Linked DNA regions of Mus musculus: region 2 is linked to region 1. A link is a contact called in public promoter capture Hi-C data. All regions are on one chromosome and are shown on one strand. The core of a region is the stretch at or near the end of the contact, and the rest is flanking DNA. Distances in the headings are between cores, read along the strand shown. Region 1 holds the start of Nudt8 (nudix (nucleoside diphosphate linked moiety X)-type motif 8). Region 2 holds the start of Fibp (fibroblast growth factor (acidic) intracellular binding protein).

Region 1 (2,818 bases), core at 85-2,584:
GTCCATGCAAGAAGACAGGCAGTGTGTAGCTGAAGTGGCCACCCTGGCAGAAGTGGGTATACCCCTGGTTCTGTGTCTGCAGCAAGTGGGCCAGAGACATCTCAAATACTTCATCCACCTGTAGGCAAGAAACAGAAAGAGGGTGGACAGAGGACTGCCTGTGAGTCCCCTGTTAGGACAGCCCAACTCCCCAGTAGTCACCATTCACCTCCTCAAGGTTGGGCCTAAGGCTCTGCAGATCCAGTGGGCCCACGTTGGCAAGTACTGGGACTATGGTTGCCTTTTCCTGGGTAGGAGAAGGGTGAAGAGTCAGAAGGAGCAAACTTAGGAAGCAGACCCTACCCTGCCATCCGGGTGTCTTGGGTAATCATGGTGAAGCCCTCCAGTTCCGGTCCTTGGTTTCTTGCCATGCTGCCTCACAGGTTCCCCTTACCTGTATACCGCCAGGAAACCTCCCACTTGCCACTCAAGCCTAGAGGGATGCAGCCTACCCTGCAAGCCTTCCTGGACCCTGTCCTGGACTGAGCGGGGCTGGCTTCCCCGGCCACTAGGGTTACTGATTGTGATAGGATGAGGGTGGCTCACCCGGTCATACACTGGCTGCAGGACACCCCACACGTGCTCCTTGGGCACCTCTAGGCCCAGCTCCTCCTGAGTCTCCCGAAGGGCCGTATGTATTACATCTTGGTCGTCGGGATCACACTTACCGCCTGGGAAACTAAATGGGCAGAGGGAATCTTGGGACCACAGGTCGTCAGGAGGCAGTTTAGCTCTCTGTGCCATTAGAGTAAGGGGGACAGGCACTGTGATATAGATTACGACATGAGGGTCTGGCAGCTGGCTAAGACTATGCTAGGGCTCAGACACCCCATGTCTGCCTATGGTGTCCCAGTGGTGCAGATATCGTCCCCGGGTGTTCTCAACTTCTGCTGAGGGCGAAGCCAAAGAAGGGGAGCCCCGGATCTCCTCTCTCCAGTCTACGGTAAGGGGCAGAGTCCTGTTTATGAAGGGAAAAATTCAGAGGGGTATGCGGGCCACAGGTAGTGCGCCGGCAAGGCCGGCGTACCTGACTTCCCCTTTGTGTCTCCCAACCAGGCGACTAGAACGCAGCGTGTAGAGCAACGCGGGGACCCCGCGCACGAGGCACAGCGGCACAAGCACTGCGGCCGCTGCGGGCCGCGAGCGTAACCGGGCAGTGGTCCGTGCTAGCAGCTGCCGGCAGCGCTGCTCGTCCTCCGCGGACAGGCCATCAGGCAGCATGTCCCAGACGTCCGGGACACAGTGGGGGATCAGCCCGCTAGGGAGGGAACGCCGCAGCGCGCAAGCTCCAGCGCGGGGCGGGGACCTAAGTGGGAGCCGGAAGGAGGCGTGGCTTCCCGGAGCCCGGTATGAGAGGCGGACAGGCCTGGGACTGCCCTTGCAAAGCCTCGGACGCCGGCGGTACGGAGCCTGCCCAGGTAGAGCCTCCGAGATGGACAAGGCAGTGGCTGCTGAAACCTCGGAGGCGTTCCAGACGAGGCCTGCTGATGCAGATCCTCGGAGACCTCGGGGGTGTGGCTTAAGGCGGGTTTTGCTGCTATTGGGCGACAGAGGGCATCTGGGGCGGAGTTTGCTAGATGAGGGCAGAAGCGGTTTTGTGTACAGGGACCAGAGCGCCACCTAAAGGAAAGACCTGGCTTAGAGCTGATGGAAGGCGTGTCCGGAAAAGCCGGCCAGCTTCGCTTGAGTTTCTTTCCAGGGACTTCCCTATCTGTGGCACAGTTGGTTTGGACTCTGTGTCTCCGGAACGCTTGAGTAACCTGAATTGAATGGGTCCTGACTTCGGGTTCGGGAGTTGGGATGTCTGGCTGCTGAAGATCTTCTGGGCCCCTTTTCTCTCGTCTCCTGGGTGTCCGTGCTTTCCAGAACGTCTCACAGGAAGAGCTCTGGGTCGGAGCACAGTCGGAGTCATCAGGTGCCTCTGGGCGCCCACTCCAAGAGAACGAAGAGTACGCGCCTCCCTCAGCCTTATTCCACCAGACTACCGAGAGGACTTCAACCTGGCCTTTTACCTCTAGTTCTCCAAGTATACACCCATCCCTACCTTGGCCTGTGTGATCCCTATCTATCATATTAGGCACACTTCGATGACCCCCGGCTCTCAGAACCAGCCTTAGAGCATCGCATTTAAATAGAATGATGAGTGTCAGCTGTACTTTGCTGTGTGACTGTGAGCCGAAACCTCTCTGAGCTGCTTCCATCCTTATATGGGTGCACAAAATAGGGGACACACCAGGTTAACCGCAGCCTTGCTGGTGTAGCCAGTTATCATCACCCTGTGCTCTGGGTACAGCTTTTGGAGACTTATAAAGGTGATGGGATTGTCTGGTCTGGGAGTTCCTGTGGACAGAAGTACTGTGACTGCTGTTGCCAAGCAGTTTAATGTGGGGGAAGGACATTCGAAGCAGGATTTAGAGGAGGCATCCTCGAGGCAGCAGGGCATGATTCAGGGCTTTTGAGTAGGAAGTAGGCCTGATTCCAAGGCTGGCAGGCCCCAGACTGACTTTGAGGCAGGAACCCACTGCTGTAGAGCTTCCAGTTGTGCTGCTCGCCTTAGGAGATGTCTTACAGAGGAGGGAAGGAGAGGTGGGGCACAGGGGAAACGGGCTTCCACAGCACTCAGCCATCACTGCGAGGCTTGATTAGACACCAAGCACAAGGCAGAGGTGGGCAGGAGTCCCAGCCCAGCTGCGAGGGTTGGGTCCTCCTGATCTCCAGCCGTGCTGATGTTGGGGAGAGGGTAAGGTGCCAGCCGAGCTCTTGGGGGCCCAGCACGGCT
Region 2 (2,700 bases), core at 25-2,524, 1.5 Mb before region 1:
GTCGATTTCAAGGGATAGATGTGGCCAAGAACAGCATCTTCTAGGCAGGAGTACCATGAACAAAAACAAACTTGGGGCTCAAGAAATGTTAAGTCCAGAGAGGTCTATAGTGACCCAACCTGAGTCTGAAGGTCGAGGACAGTGGGAGCCAATGAAAATCTATAAGCAAAGGAAAGCCACGGTCAGACTGAGCCTAAGCCTGGTCCGCCTGGCCAGAGGGGAGGTGGAGGGAGGAGAGGGTTTATATGAAGAAGGAACTGGTTCCACAATCATGGGCTAGACCACGGGCTAGAGGTGGGGCTAGAGTAGTAAGAAGGATCCAGAGGTGGGCTAGACAGGTAGTGGTGTTATGTGTAGAACCCACCTGCCTCCGGCAGCTCTTGAGAGTAATTCCTGTTTTGGTGCTGATGTCATCCAGGTCTTTCTTGGTACCCTTGGACAGCTTCTTGCCCAAGACCTCCCGAACAAAGGCCTCATCAAAGGTGTAGTACCTTGTGGAGGCACAGGTCATTATTGGTGATCCATTAGGGAAGGAGAAGGGAGTTTGGAATTGGTTTCTCTTGTTCTCAATTTTCTAATTTCCTGAGTTCACCCCATCTACCCCTGTGTATATCCCAATACCCTCCCCCCAGACTCAGCTTCAGTCTACAAAATGGGTATAAGTCAGATTGACTGACATCCCTGCCAGTACCCACCCCCGTCCCCCACCCCTGGTGAGCACCTCTCGATGAGGAGTGTCTGTCGGGAGGGAGGAATCTGGAAGATGAGCTGGTGCAGCAGCTTCGGCGGCGCGTGCAGCAGACGCTCAAGCATGTGAAAGGTGCGGTAGTGGTCCATGGTGTCGCTCTGCAGCACTCCTGTGGTGGCTCCCGTCTGCTCCAAGATTCCGGAGCGTACTCGCAGAGCCACTGCATCGTTCACTGAGGAGTGGGCGCTACCATAAGACCCTAGAGGCCCTCCAGGGGTTCCACCTCCACCTCCAATCCTTACACTTCCCCGACTTCCCGCAGTCTGTCCACTTCCCTAAACCAAGCCTAAATCCTAGCCACGCCCCCTCTTCCCGATCCCCAACAACAGCTTCCCGGGAGGGCGGCTCACAGACCTGAGTAACCATCCAGCCAGAGGCGATACACGTCTTCATCTATAAGGGTCGTGTTCCCCACGAAAATGTCTAGTTCGCTGGTCATGACGATGCCCGGGCCGGGTTCGCCCGAAGCTGGAGCTTGTACGGGCCCCGGCCGGGCGAGTAGCCGCAGAGCGACTTCCGGGAGTTCGGAGATTTTGCTCCGGGCACCCGGAGCTGATGAAGGACCACTTCCGGGACGGAGCTAGTGAGACACCGCTCAGCTCTGTGAACGGTTTTTCGGAAGATGTCGGGATAGTCTTCTCTCAGTCTACCCTGTCTTGCAGATTCTCCCGTTAACCCCTTCTGTCACTCCCATCTTCTCAGTTTTCTCAGAGCCTCCCAGTTTTGACCTGTATCCTAAATTAGAATGTTTCCAAGGTTCTATCGTAGCGATTGCTAGGTGTATGTGGCCCTTACTTCCATTGTCCATAAGACAGACAGATGACCATTTTTCTTGTTCCCGGAGTGTATTTATTTTTATTGTTTTGAATAATGTGTATGTGGGGAGAGGGTGTGTACGTGTGAGTGCAAATGTTCTTTGAGACCTGAGGTATCAGGTCCCCTGGAGTTAAATTTACAGGCAAATATGAGTTAGTTGCACATATGGTTGTGGTTCCTTGCTTGTAACCACTTAGCTTTCTCTCCAGCCCCAGTTTTTCACCACATACTACACCCACACACAAGCTAGTGACTTCACTTAAAGTCTTTCAGAGCTCTGCCTGGAAGTAGGTATCTGCAGGGGCACCCATCTAGTAAGGCTGTCTTCTTTGTCTTTTCATGAGGCAGTAAAAGATTTACACAGGAGCCACCAAGCCTGAGTTCGTTCTCCTGCACCCATACTGTGTAAGGAAAGAACCAGCTCCAGGTTTTGTTTTGTTTGTTTGTTAAGACAAGGTCTTACTTTGTAGTCCAGGCTAGTCTAAATTGGCAGCAGTCTTTGATCTTCAACCTCCCAAGCATTGAGATTACAGGATAGGAACCACCAGTATACCTAGTCCTTATCACCTGATCTCTACATATGTATGCACTGTTGTATAATACATAAATATAGCTTACTGGCTATAATTACTAATAAAATTAACCCTGTATAACCTTTAATCCCAGCACTTGGAAGGCAGGCAGATATCTGAATTGGAGGTTAGCCTGGTCTACAGAGTGAGTTTCAGGACAGCCAGGGCTACACAGAGAAATCCTGTCTCGAAAAATGGGGGAAAATGAGTTCTACAAAAGCCAGTTCATCTCAGTGCACTTGCGGGTTGCTACCTAGAGACAGGGGGAGGAGGTCCTGGAGGAGGTCCTGGTTTATAAGACCAGGTCTCCCACTCCACTTCTGGTCCCTAGGCGGAGCACATTTTAGGGTTTCTAGACAGATCCCTCTCAGCTCCAGTCTGTTTCCCTGTACTCTTATCTCCGTGGCAGCCTCAGCACCCATCTCGTTCTAGAAACCTGGGCTATCTCCCAAATTTCTCTCTTCAGGCATTCAGAGCTGTTGATGTGCCTGCTGAGTGCCTCTCTCTGCGGCTTACTCCCCGCCCCACTGACTCAGTGCCAGCCTAGTTCTGCACAGCTCTCTG

What was found. Promoter capture Hi-C pulls out the DNA fragments that hold promoters and counts their contacts.
Region 2: a promoter capture Hi-C map of pre-B cells shows a contact between it and region 1, with 2.0 times the contacts expected there. A contact is called at or near these places in 2 of 39 promoter capture datasets (erythroid cells and pre-B cells).

What each region holds. Positions count from the first base shown.
Region 1 is chr19:3,999,096-4,001,913 of GRCm38.p6, reverse strand. Nudt8 (nudix (nucleoside diphosphate linked moiety X)-type motif 8) reads right to left here and starts at 1,334. Exons shown (of 4, transcript NM_025529.3): 1 at 1,067-1,334; 2 at 586-718; 3 at 209-286; 4 at 1-118. The coding sequence starts at 1,260. Tbx10 (T-box 10) reads right to left here. Exons shown (of 8, transcript NM_001001320.1): 8 at 2,402-2,818. The coding sequence ends at 2,666.
Region 2 is chr19:5,459,181-5,461,880 of GRCm38.p6, reverse strand. Fibp (fibroblast growth factor (acidic) intracellular binding protein) reads right to left here and starts at 1,274. Exons shown (of 10, transcript NM_021438.4): 1 at 1,103-1,274; 2 at 722-920; 3 at 365-491. The coding sequence starts at 1,187.